2 separate regions of the Mus musculus genome follow, and region 2 is linked to region 1. A link is a contact called in public Hi-C data. All regions are on one chromosome and are shown on one strand. Each heading gives the region's core, a stretch centred on a gene start, on an enhancer-like site or on the middle of the called end of the contact. The rest is flanking DNA. Distances are from core to core; before and after follow the strand shown. Region 1 has its middle 9.1 kb from the start of Samt3. Region 2 holds the start of Nr0b1 (nuclear receptor subfamily 0, group B, member 1).

The links. A called contact is a pair of places that touch in the nucleus more often than the background predicts.
Region 2: a contact with region 1 is called in a Hi-C map of Sertoli cells, with 4 times the contacts expected there. The contact joins the promoter of Nr0b1 here to the enhancer-like site in region 1. A contact is called at or near these places in 1 of 39 promoter capture datasets (stem cell-derived epiblast-like cells), 1 of 484 Hi-C or Micro-C datasets (Sertoli cells) and 1 of 9 other capture datasets (adipose tissue).

Annotation. Positions count from the first base shown.
Region 1 is chrX:86,032,157-86,038,049 of GRCm38.p6, forward strand. No RefSeq gene overlaps it. Among named protein-coding and RNA genes, the nearest start is that of Samt3, 9.1 kb to the right of the region's middle. Within about 2 kb of position 3,370, at least 3 of the 459 cell types and tissues checked have an H3K27ac peak or open chromatin away from gene starts, as enhancers often do. A contact at or near this core is called in Sertoli cells, where this site is marked.
Region 2 is chrX:86,189,313-86,195,205 of GRCm38.p6, forward strand. It overlaps Nr0b1 (nuclear receptor subfamily 0, group B, member 1), which reads left to right and starts at 2,463. Exons shown (of 2, transcript NM_007430.5): 1 at 2,463-3,662. The coding sequence starts at 2,489. RefSeq lists promoters at 1-2,492, 2,328-2,492, a cis regulatory region at 1,731-1,767 and an enhancer at 2,328-2,354.

The DNA of each region.
Region 1 (5,893 bases), core at 2,120-4,619:
AGGAGGGTAATAACCCGAACCGGAAACTGGGTCCTAAGGCTCAGAATTTCCCACTCTGTTAGACAGGCAAGAACAAAGTGGTAACTCCTTCAGGAACCCTTGCCAGCCTTGAGAACTCGTGGAAGACAGCTGTGGGTTAATACCCTGCACAGATCACTGCATGGTACTCACAAAGATCCACCATGCTAGGTATTTCTCTTCCACAGTGTGCTTTCCCCAGTCCAAGTGACTAAGCCATATGGACTAAAGACTGATTTAAGATATGCACAGGGTATTAAATATATACTTAGGGAACAGTTAACTTGAATGTAAGGTCAAAAAATCAGCAATAAGTTCTATGATATAGTGATAGTATCAGATACAAACTTCAAGGCCAATTTTCTTTTCAAAGATTTATTCCAGTTTCATGAGGCTAGCATGAGGTGTGTACATTTGCCAGGGCAAATTGATACTTCAGAATCAGCTCATGCAGCTGATCCCTGGCATGTAGTCAGTCCAGCTAGAAGCATTTGTGGTGGATGATGGAGGGGTCCAACTCCTCATACTCCTGCATACTGCACATATGCTGGAGGGTAGACAGTGAGTCCAGGATGGAGCCACCAATCCAGACCGAGTAGCTGTGCTCAGGGTGAGGAATGATCTTAATCCTCATTGTGCTGGTTCTAGAGCTGTGATCTCCTTCTGCACCCTATCAGCAGTGCCTTTATACATGGTGCTAGCACCAGACAGCACTGGAATGACATAAAGTTTCTTGAAGGTGTCCACATCACACTTCATGATGTAGTTAAAGGTGGTTTCATGGATGACACAGGAATCCATGCCTAGGAACAAAGATTGAAAGAGTGCCTCTGGACAGCGGAATTACTCTTTGCTGATGATGGGTTGCTCCTGGTGTCAGGGGCACTAATAATGGAAGGAAAGGTGGTTCTGTGGGCATGGTCACCAGCAAAGCCAGCTTTTGCACATGTCAGAGTCATTGTCAATGACGAGTGCCACGATTTCTTCTTCCATTACGTTCAGTGCAGGACTGGGTGAGAAAGCAACTAAAAGACATGCAGGATTAAGCCAGCAGAGGAGGAGACCCAGCTCCTACATTCTTTATAACGCACCTTCTATAATTTTACCCTGGACTTTGGATGAGATCATATAGATGTCCCATTTGTAGTAGGGGATTCAGCCATCACTTATTCCCAGCACTTTGGTTAGTTATGAACTTCTTCAGTAATCCTCTCCAAAAAGCGGTTTTCTAACCAAAACTGACAGCATCAGTATTCTATGGACATGAATACAATATTTAGAAGGCAATTTGATGACCACATCATATCCAATTACCAAAAAATAATTTTAAAAAAAGTAAAAAAAAAAAGTGGCTTCTATACCAGGGTCTATGACCTTCTCAGCCATGGACTTTTGAATTCGCTTACAGTACCAGGTATAGAGTGGGCCCAGACCCAACCTGAAAGCAATTGTATACTTCCTTAACTGTGAAGGTGCTATTGCTCCAGTAGGAACATCTTGTGTGACTAGTTGTCATTGCTGCACACAGGCTCTGCGGCTGAGTAAGACCTTTGATGGTGCCTTTCTCCTACAGTGTAATTAGGGCTGTCCAGTAGGTAGGAAATTTCCAGTCCAGTTCTACATTAGTTTCTTCATGTCCTCTCATCAGAACATTTGATGTCTTCAGAGATAAGGTCTTGCCATCTAGTTCTGGTGGGCAACCACCAGCAGTGGCAATGTCTGTATAATTTGGGGGACCACAGAGAACCCTATTATCATCAGTTATTAAGGAGATATAGAGCACTTGGCACCGGGATTTTCATTTAATAATCTGTGAGTTCTGAGAGCAGTTTATTCTCCAAATTTTACTTCTAAGAGTTTTTTCCCTCACTTTCAAGTCATTATAGAGGTAGAGAATAAGAAATGCAGAAATTTTATTATTATTAAATATTCTAAGTCATATTTCATTGGAAAAGAACTACTTTTATCATCCCTTATAAGTATAGGCTAATAAAGAAAAGCCATGTTCAGATTTATTAATGAAACTTCCCAGCTCTTACAAAAGAAGCACTTATTTGTGAAAAGGTATATATTGCAAATACAGGTACACACAAACTAAATTGTTACTTTGACTGCCAGTCAGCAAAGTAGTGAAATGTAGCTGAATACAATGTTCACAATATTTCTTAACCACATTCAAAGAAGAAAGCAGGTATAGGGTCATTTATAACTCATTAATCTTTTGAGGAAACATAAGAGTAAAAGATAAATCAGAGCCCATGTCAAGTCAGAAAGTCTCACAAGTTTTAACTCTAAAATGATATAAAACACAAAAGAGACATTTCCAATGCCTCCAACTACACATTTTACAAATTAATTTATTATTTTGATATGTGTTGCTGAAGACTAAATTGAGGCATGGGACCCATTATCTGAGTTACGGAGAGAGCATTGCAAAGTCATGACTTCAAAGTTAGTGCTAGTTCTTCCAAGACTTCCTAAATGGCACAGCTCGGGAGCTGAAGCAGGGAGGAAGTGGATTGCAGTTCTGTGAAGACACTCCATTTCCAGCACTAGTTCTGAGCAGATGTTAATGTCTTTTGTAAAAGTAGGGAGATAAGAAGGTTAAAGTGATATTTTCAACAGCTGAAATATTTTCTAAAGCTTGAAGTACATGTGATGGAGACAATAAGAGGCCAAAGTCAACCCTGGCAAATTCTCTCGGTGTTGAAATAATACCCTGTACTGTGAAGTAAATAAAACAGAAAATAGAAAGACCTTGATCATCTTTGACCTGCTGTCTGAAATGAGTTCATTACTTGTTATCGTTTTCTCAAATTAAATCACACACTCAACTTTCTCAGGATAAAGAAGATTATTCCATATTTACCACATTTTCCCGGAGATTTCACAGCACAAAGCAAATAGTTTTGTGCTATTTTCCCATTAGAAGAAAATTATGAATTTTGTACATCACTATCCATTTGTATTCTTTTAAAGTTAACCTTAACCTTGTACATGTTATTTTGTTTCATGTCCTTGTGCCTGGTTTTAATCTTAAATAAAGGGACAAGAAATGCTACTTTTTTTTTCCAAAGGGAAAAATAACTGAGAAGCCACGTCAACACACGCAACTACCACAATGGTTTTATTCCACTTCAATAACATCTCCTATTTGTTAGGAGCTTTGATTTGAGCTAACAAGGTTATCAGATAGTGAGTCTATTGTCCTGTTATGACTTCCTTGGCTGGGATCCGGCAGCAAACATTAAGGATGTAATGTTTGTTCAGGCAGCTGCCACAAGAGGTAGCTGAAGGAGGGTCTGTGGAGAGCAACAGGGTCACCAAGCTGTCAAGGCCTTCCCAGAGGAGGAGCTGTAGCAAGAGCTGCCTAGGATCATTCTAATCAGTGCTTCAATGTGCTGACCTTAGGGCCAGATCTTGCCAGTGTCCCACAAACAGGAGCTAAGACTGTATGCTTTTACTTCTGGAGTGAATTCCGAGAATAGTCACCAGAAGAAAGAAAAGAAAAGAGGGTGAATAGGAAGTGATGAGAGAAACCATTGAATTACTCATCAAGGTGAAGGAGCTCAGGACTTAGTTCAGCATAGAGCTACTTTGGCCTCAGACTAAGATTTAAGTGCAATGTGAATGTCTTTATTTTCAAATGTTGAAGGGTTCTGAAAGAGAACTGACTATTGTGAGATAGAATCACCTACTCTGAGTAAAAGAGGAGATTCCTAAAACAACTGTGATTTTTGTAGTATAAAATAATTTTATTTATTTCCTACTTCCTTTCTTTCCACTCTCCTTTTTTTCTTTACTTCTGCCTGAGTTTTTAAATTTATTATTGTTGTTGTGTATGCCTGTGTGTGCTTGTGTGTGTGTGTGTGTGTGTGTGTGTGTGTGTGTGTGTGTGTGTGTGCGCGCAGTTCAGAGGACATTTTGCAATACAGGTCTTTCCTGAGTTTGAATGGAACTTAAACTCAAAGTAAAACGCATGCTCAGGTCTTTATGCTTCCACAGTAAGTATTTTCATACTTGAACTGTGTAACTGGCCTCCTTCTGGTTTTCATGTTTGTTTTGTTGATACCCAGTCTCACATCGCCCAGAGGAGCCTCAGATTTGCTAGGTAGATGTCTTTATCTCACAAGGGCTTTTGACACCAAATCCTGCTTTACACCTGTTTTCTCTAATAAGTTAGTTATACACAACTTATTGGAGTGATATGCTGTGCATGGGCCACCTTCTGCTAGAATTTCTCTGGGAACTTATTTTCAAGCTGTAGTCAACTGACAGTGTTTTCCAAACTCATATCAAATTTGTTCTAATGCTTTGCCCAGATCATGGTTACCGGACTACTGACTGAATGAGATAATGTAATTTCTGACTTGAGAACTCCAACATAACTGATAATGTATAATAAAAGCTACAATTAAGCCTGGTTTCCCTAAAATGATCAATCTAGTTTCACACTTCCTGATGCTAATGGGTGAATTTCTGATTCATAGAAATAGAGGACAGCTCAGCTTCTTAGAGGAATTAAGACAATACAAGGTAACCCACTATCTCCCTTAGCAAACATCACTACTAGCTAGCAAGATGGTGGGAAAAAAGTAGAGCCACGGTCTTCCCTTATTTCCTTAAAAGTCAATTAATGAGATAAAGTAAGATAGTGGTTTTGGGAGAGAAGAGAAAGAGCATTGTATACTGATGTAAATTCTGATTGATTGATTGATTGATTAATATATTTATTTTTAATTAGGTATTTTCTTATTTTACATTTCAAATGCTATCCCAAAACTCCCCCATACCCTCCCCTCCCCACTCCCGCATCCACCAACTCCCACTTCTTGGCCCTGGTGTTCCCCTGTATTGAGGCATATAAAGTTTGCAAGGGGTTTCTCTTCGTAATGATGGCCGAATAGGCCATCTTCTGCTACATATGCAGCTAGAGACACGAGCTCTGGGGGTACTGGTTAGTTCATATTGTTGTTCCACCAATAGGGTTGTAGACCCCTTTAGCTCCTTGGGTACTTTCTCTAGCTCCTCCATTGGGGGCCCTGTATTCCATCCAATAGCTTACTGTGAGCATCCACTTCTGTGTTTGCCAGGCACTGGCATAGCCTCACAAGAGACAGCTATATCAGGGTCCTTTCAGAAAAATCTTGCTGGCATATGCAATGGTGTCTGGTTTGGAGGCTGATTATGGGATGGAACCCCAGGTGCGGCAGTCTCTAGATGGTCCGTCCTTTTGTCTCAGCTCCAAACTTTGTCTCTGTAACTCCTTCCATGGGTGTTTTGTTCCCAATTTTAAGAAGGGGCAAAGTGACCACTCTTTGGTCTTCCTTCTTCTTGAGTTTCATGTGTTTTGCAACTTGCATCTTGGGTATTCTAAGTTTCTGGGCTAATATCCACTTATCAGTGATTACATATTGTGTGAGTTCTTTTGTGATTGGGCTACCTCACTCAGGATCATACCCTCCAGGTCCATCCATTTGGCTAGAAATTTCATAAATTCATTCTTTTTAATAGCTGAGTAGTACTCCATTGTGTAAATGTACCACATTTTCTGTATCCAATCCTCTGTTGAGGGGCATCTGGGTTCTTTCCAGCTTCTGGCTATTATAAATAAAGCTGCTATAAACATAGTGGAGCATGTGTCCTTCTTACCAGTTGGAACATCTTCTGGATATATGCCCAGAAGAGGTATTGTGGGATCGTCCAGCAGTACTATGTCAAATTTTCTGAGGAACTGCCAGACTGATTTCTAGAGTGGTTGTACCAGCTTGCAATCACAAACAATGGATGAGTGTTCCACTTTCTTCACATCCTTAACAGCATCTGCTGTCACCTGAATTTTTGATCTTAGCCATTCTGACTGGTGTGATGTCGA
Region 2 (5,893 bases), core at 1,213-3,712, 160 kb after region 1:
CTAGGTGGGTTAAGAAGAAAGATTGTTAAGCAACAATAGCAAACCTAATATATGTAGTAGATGAATATTTAAAAGAGCAAATAATGGAATGGACAATGAGATAACACTTTCAATATGAATTCTTGTTGTAGATCATACAAGCCATCGAGGAGTCTGAATCTAGAAACATACATACAGAATAAGTAGGACATATGCTTGAGCAGAGAATGGGGTATTACCTCTTGGTCCTCAATTGATCCCTTGTCCTAAAACCAAAACTAATTGTGTTTAATATTCTTCTATTTTAACAAATTAACTTGTGTTTAAGAACTATATCCCAGAAACCACTGTTCACTTCTTTTTCCATACCAAGAGAGAGGGGGGGGGAGAAAAGAAGAAGGAGGAGGAGGAGGAATAGACACATTAAATAACTTTCCTATGGTTGAAGAATGTGCCCTCACAGAAGTGCAGGTCCTAGTCATAAGAAGGTGTAGATTTATTTATGGAGCAAAAAGGTTTTGCAGATGTAATTAGAGTTGGAAATTTGAGATGTTGATATCATTCTGGACTATCTAGGACCTAACACATTCCCAAACCTGCGTTTAAAATTAGAGAAGGAGATGGAGACAAAAGTTAGACTGATGTGTCCAAGAGCCAAGGAATGCAGGTAGTTTCTAGAAGCCAGAACAGGCAAGGAAATAGATGCTTCCTTAGAACTACCTGACAGGAATGGTACTCTAATTTTAGTCTGATAGAATTCACGTTGGATTTCTGGCTTCTTAAACAGTCATATAATAAATTTACATTATTTGTGTTGTCATAAACCACTACATTTGTAATTTTTTTATAGCAACAATAAGAAACACGTTTCCCAAGGCCACGGAACTGTAGAATAACAGAACCAGGATTTAAATGGCATTCATCTGATGCCACGGTAAGGAATTAAACCTCTGTGCCATAGAGGCCAGCACAAGCAGAATACAAATTAACTGTTAAGTACTCTGACCTACAGGGGATATCTATATCAATCTTCCAAGACCTAGGGTGCATTATAGAAGAGATGGAAAAGGGGAAGTATGGTATGAAACTCTGTCTTCTGGACATGACACAACCATTTCAATCTTGAACACATAACAGCTATGGCTACCCAAACAAGACCTACATTAAACAAAATAAAAATAAACAAATAAATAATTTTAAAACCCCTATGGAAATAGGAGGGACACTATCAGGAATAAATGGTAAATAAAGGGTAAATATGAAATTGTGAAAATAAGAAAAAAAATTTAAAATTGAGGGTGTGCCCAATTTTCTTACATTTCAGTAGCTCCTACAGAATTGGAAAAGGGGAGATAGAGGAAGAGGGAGAAAGAGAGAGAGGGGCAAGGAGGAAGTAAGGGAAGGAGAGAGAAAGAGAGAGAGAGAGAGAGAGAGAGAGAGAGAGAGAGCATATCAATTCGTGTGTTCTGATTCCCCTTCCCTGTTCTGTAAGAGCAAAGGCTTGCACTCTTAAAGTTATGAGGCTAGTGGGTGTAAGAATTGTCTAGCTGTACAAAAGTCATATAGTTGACTAGAGAGAGCCCCCCCTGGTCTCTTGTCCAGGCGACGGTGACGAAGGCCAGCAATTAGGCTTTCTGATTCTTGGATTCGTTACTATCCTATGATGGTTGGGAACAGGGAGAGTTATCAGTGTCCTGCTTCTACACGAGTATGAGAAGTTCTCACGGTAACAATCTTGTGATTAGTCTGTTCCCAGAAGTCAGCTACAAGTACATGTTGTTTGCAGCCCCCAGCTCCTCGATCCAGCATCCAGGACACAGTAGGTGAATGATCAAATTAAAGATTTATTATGACCAGCTCCCACCAATGTTTTTTTTAAATATAAGGTGCATTTGTGCAGCCTGGGTGTGAATTCCGTTAAAACTCACACTCAGATAGCTTGGCTAGCACTGAAAAAAAGGCATTTATTTCTGCCTCCAGGTCTGGGATCTACACTTTACAAATCTTAGAAAATGAGAACTCACTCTTCTAACATTATACAAAACGCAACTTATAAACACTGTGATTATTCTACAAAAGTTTATAAAGCTGTCATAGAAATGGACTTTTTGCCATTTAAGCATTTCTTTCCCCAATAAAGGAAATAAGTTAGAGGTCAGAGTCTAAGTTAATGGCAAGAGTTGGAACAGAGCCCTAACTAGCTGCCTGGGGTTCACTGCTAGCTCTTCTCTTCCCCAGGTAGAGGCAGGAGGGGTGGAGTGAAGAAGGAAAGGTGGTATGTGGTATGCTAGTTCCAGTGCTGAGACTCTCCCTTGGATTTCCAGCTTCTAGGGAGTGTTTGCCCCTTTGAGCTTTCGAGGTCATGGCCACACACATTCAAGCACAAAGGCGCGTCCCCCTCTGCGCCCTTGTCCAAGAGGAGGAGGCGGACGCGCTTGCGTGCGCATTCAGTATAAATAAGTCCCAAGCGGCGGCCACTGGGCAGAACGAGCTACAGGAGCCTCAGGCCATGGCGGGTGAGGACCACCCGTGGCAGGGCAGCATCCTCTACAATCTACTGATGAGCGCGAAGCAGAAGCACGCGTCTCAGGAAGAGCGAGAGGTGCGCTTGGGGGCTCAGTGCTGGGGTTGCGCCTGCGGTGCTCAGCCCGTCCTGGGTGGGGAGAGACTGTCCGGCGGGCAAGCCAGGTCCCTCTTGTACCGCTGCTGCTTTTGTGGGGAGAATCACCCGCGCCAGGGTGGCATCCTCTACTCTATGCTCACCAACGCCAGGCAGCCAAGCGTGGCGACCCAGGCGCCGAGGGCACGATTCGGAGCACCTTGCTGGGGCTGCGCCTGCGGCAGCGCAGAGCCCCTGGTGGGCAGAGAGGGGCTGCCGGCTGGCCAGGCCCCCTCGCTCCTGTACCGCTGCTGCTTCTGCGGAGAAGAGCACCCGAGGCAGGGCAGCATCTTATACAGCTTGCTCACTAGCGCTCAGCAAACGCACGTGTCTCGGGAAGCACCCGAGGCACATCGCAGAGGCGAGTGGTGGCAGCTGTCCTACTGTACCCAGAGTGTGGGTGGCCCAGAGGGGCTGCAGAGCACACAGGCCATGGCGTTCCTGTACCGCAGCTATGTGTGCGGTGAAGAGCAGCCCCAGCAGATCAGCGTTGCCTCTGGCACGCCCGTGAGCGCAGACCAAACACCAGCGACCCCGCAAGAGCAGCCGAGGGCTCCCTGGTGGGACGCCTCACCTGGTGTGCAGCGTCTGATCACACTCAAGGATCCACAGGTGGTGTGCGAGGCAGCGTCCGCTGGCCTGTTGAAGACCCTGCGCTTTGTCAAGTACTTGCCCTGCTTCCAGATCCTGCCCCTAGATCAGCAGCTGGTGCTGGTGCGGAGCTGTTGGGCGCCCCTACTCATGCTTGAGTTGGCCCAAGATCACCTGCACTTCGAGATGATGGAGATCCCGGAGACCAACACGACGCAGGAAATGCTTACCACCAGGCGGCAGGAGACCGAAGGTCCAGAGCCTGCAGAGCCCCAGGCCACAGAGCAGCCACAGATGGTGTCCGCGGAGGCTGGGCACTTGCTCCCAGCTGCTGCGGTCCAGGCCATCAAGAGTTTCTTTTTCAAGTGCTGGAGTCTGAACATTGACACCAAAGAGTATGCCTATCTGAAAGGGACCGTGCTCTTTAACCCAGGTAAGCATTGTCAACCTTGTGCACTGTCTCTTCAGGTCAGAAAAGCACCACTACAGACATTTATGAGTTTTTAGTAGGGGTTTTGGAGCCCACTTGACTGTGACTGACTCTGCAAATCTGCTGCACACATCAGGAATACCCTGTCAAGTGGTCAAATGGGTGAGCTTCTGCCAGAAACTTGGCACTGGATTGGTGGTGATAGTGTGTGTGTGTGGGGGGGGGGGGGGCAGGGGTTGGGGGGAGGGTGGGGAACGAACCAGTAAGCTTTGTACCTGGCTCTCTATTATCTGCTGCTACAGAAGTTTCTGTCTTCATAGGACCTGGCTAACTCTTCCTTCTTTAGCTGTCCTTTCAATCCAGTAACATAACTTTTAAAAAGTTTTTGCTCATTTCACACAGCTCTTCTTACATCCCTATTTTCCAAGTTTTCCACTAAAAAGGAGATCCCGTTGGGTGCTGCGGGGGGTGGGGTGGGTGGGGTGTGTATTATGCTTTCCCAAGCTCCTCCCCTCGGGAGTCTTTAGCTCAACTCAGCCCAGATTCTGCAAGTCTGAATAGACAAGTGGCTCAGGTGATTTTTGAGGTCATCTGAGAAACAGTTTCTCTTTCAGCCGATGCTATTAATCCTGCTCTGTTGTGATTCAAAGTTGAGACCAAGGTCTCAGCCTTTATTAGTCTGTATTTTCAGTAATTTGCCACTTGCCTTGACCCTGTTTCACATCCTTTGCCCCCCCCCCACATCCCTCCCCCTTTGTCCACTCCCTCTCTATTGTTCCTCTATTCTTTTCCAGAGTTCTCTCTCAAAAGGAGTTTAATCCCACCAAATTGCATGTTTTTAAATAGTAATGCACCCACACGCATGTACAATGCAAGGTGTGTAAAACACGTGGCCTCTCTTTCCTGATTACCTTTTTGCATCCTTTTGTCTTTATATCTAAAGCCTTATACAGGACAAAGATACACAGAGTTTTAAATTATATATATACATGTAAATAGGTTTTTACCATAAAGGCATAAGGTAAGGGGATATGTAAACTGGAGCCCTTTTTTCTGCCTTTACATTGAAGGGACATTTTGTGAGGTTAGAAGGGTATAAGTAGGGGGAAGGGGCAGGGAGATGTGAGTAGGAGTTGGAAATGAGGGCCAATCAAAACAGTATGAATGAGAATACCATAAGGGTGCCTCTTAGTTTTGTATCTTAAAAATAATTTTTAATGGAGGGGGAACATAGGTACCTTAAGGAAAGGGCCAGGGGCTCTGGTATGAAAAATAATGCATACCTCCCAAAAGACAGCTTTCACAAAGCACCATCTATATGTAGACCTAGAGAGAGTGCCAATACATACAATGAAATAGATATCCAAACTTGACTACCAGGATATAAATAGAGTGGAGGATGCTGATGCTGTCTTAATCAGGATTATAATCAAGATAAGAAGTGTTGCTTTATTTTGTTCTTCCCTTTATAAGTTGAAATTTGTCTATAGTAGGAATGCTTATTTTCTATCACCATTATTTTTCACCACTATGACTTTTCAACATGATTTTAAAATACGCTCCTTAAATTTTGTAAAGGAAGTAAGAAAACGTATATCATCATTTAAGCAAATCTGCTTGAAAGTTGCTTTTGAGTCATCTTTCACTCTGTGATGGTTTTCTTTGTCTTTTAACCCTTGAATGCTATTAAGAGCTTTTTTTTTTTTTTTAAAGACAGACAGACGAACAGACAGGAAGGAAGGAAAAAAAAAGACTCTTCTGCCAGTATTTTTCTCCCAAAGAACCCTTTGGAACATTCATTAGAGTCATAATTTTTAGAACTTCCTACAATCTGGAAATTATGGTACAGACAATATCATAGTACTAAACCTTAGCACTGAAGTCATTGTGGACCTCTAGAATAATAGCACACGAGTCACAGTTTATGGCTATAAAGAGTACAATCTAATGACTGGACAGTCCGTGTAATTGTGGGAAAGAATGGCAATATAATTGTAATATGGCAAAACTTATTATCAAATGATATAATTCTCAAAGGTATATTTCCCTTGAAATAACATCAATATCTTTATATTTTCACAGAACATGACCTGGAGCTGTGATGCATCAATTATATTCTATTGACATGAAATTAAGTGTGCCAGTGTTTGTGCACACTTTAGTGTGTCCAGTGTATGTGCACACATCCTTTCATCCTTAGAAGTGTTGCTTCTGAAAACTTAGAACTTATTTCA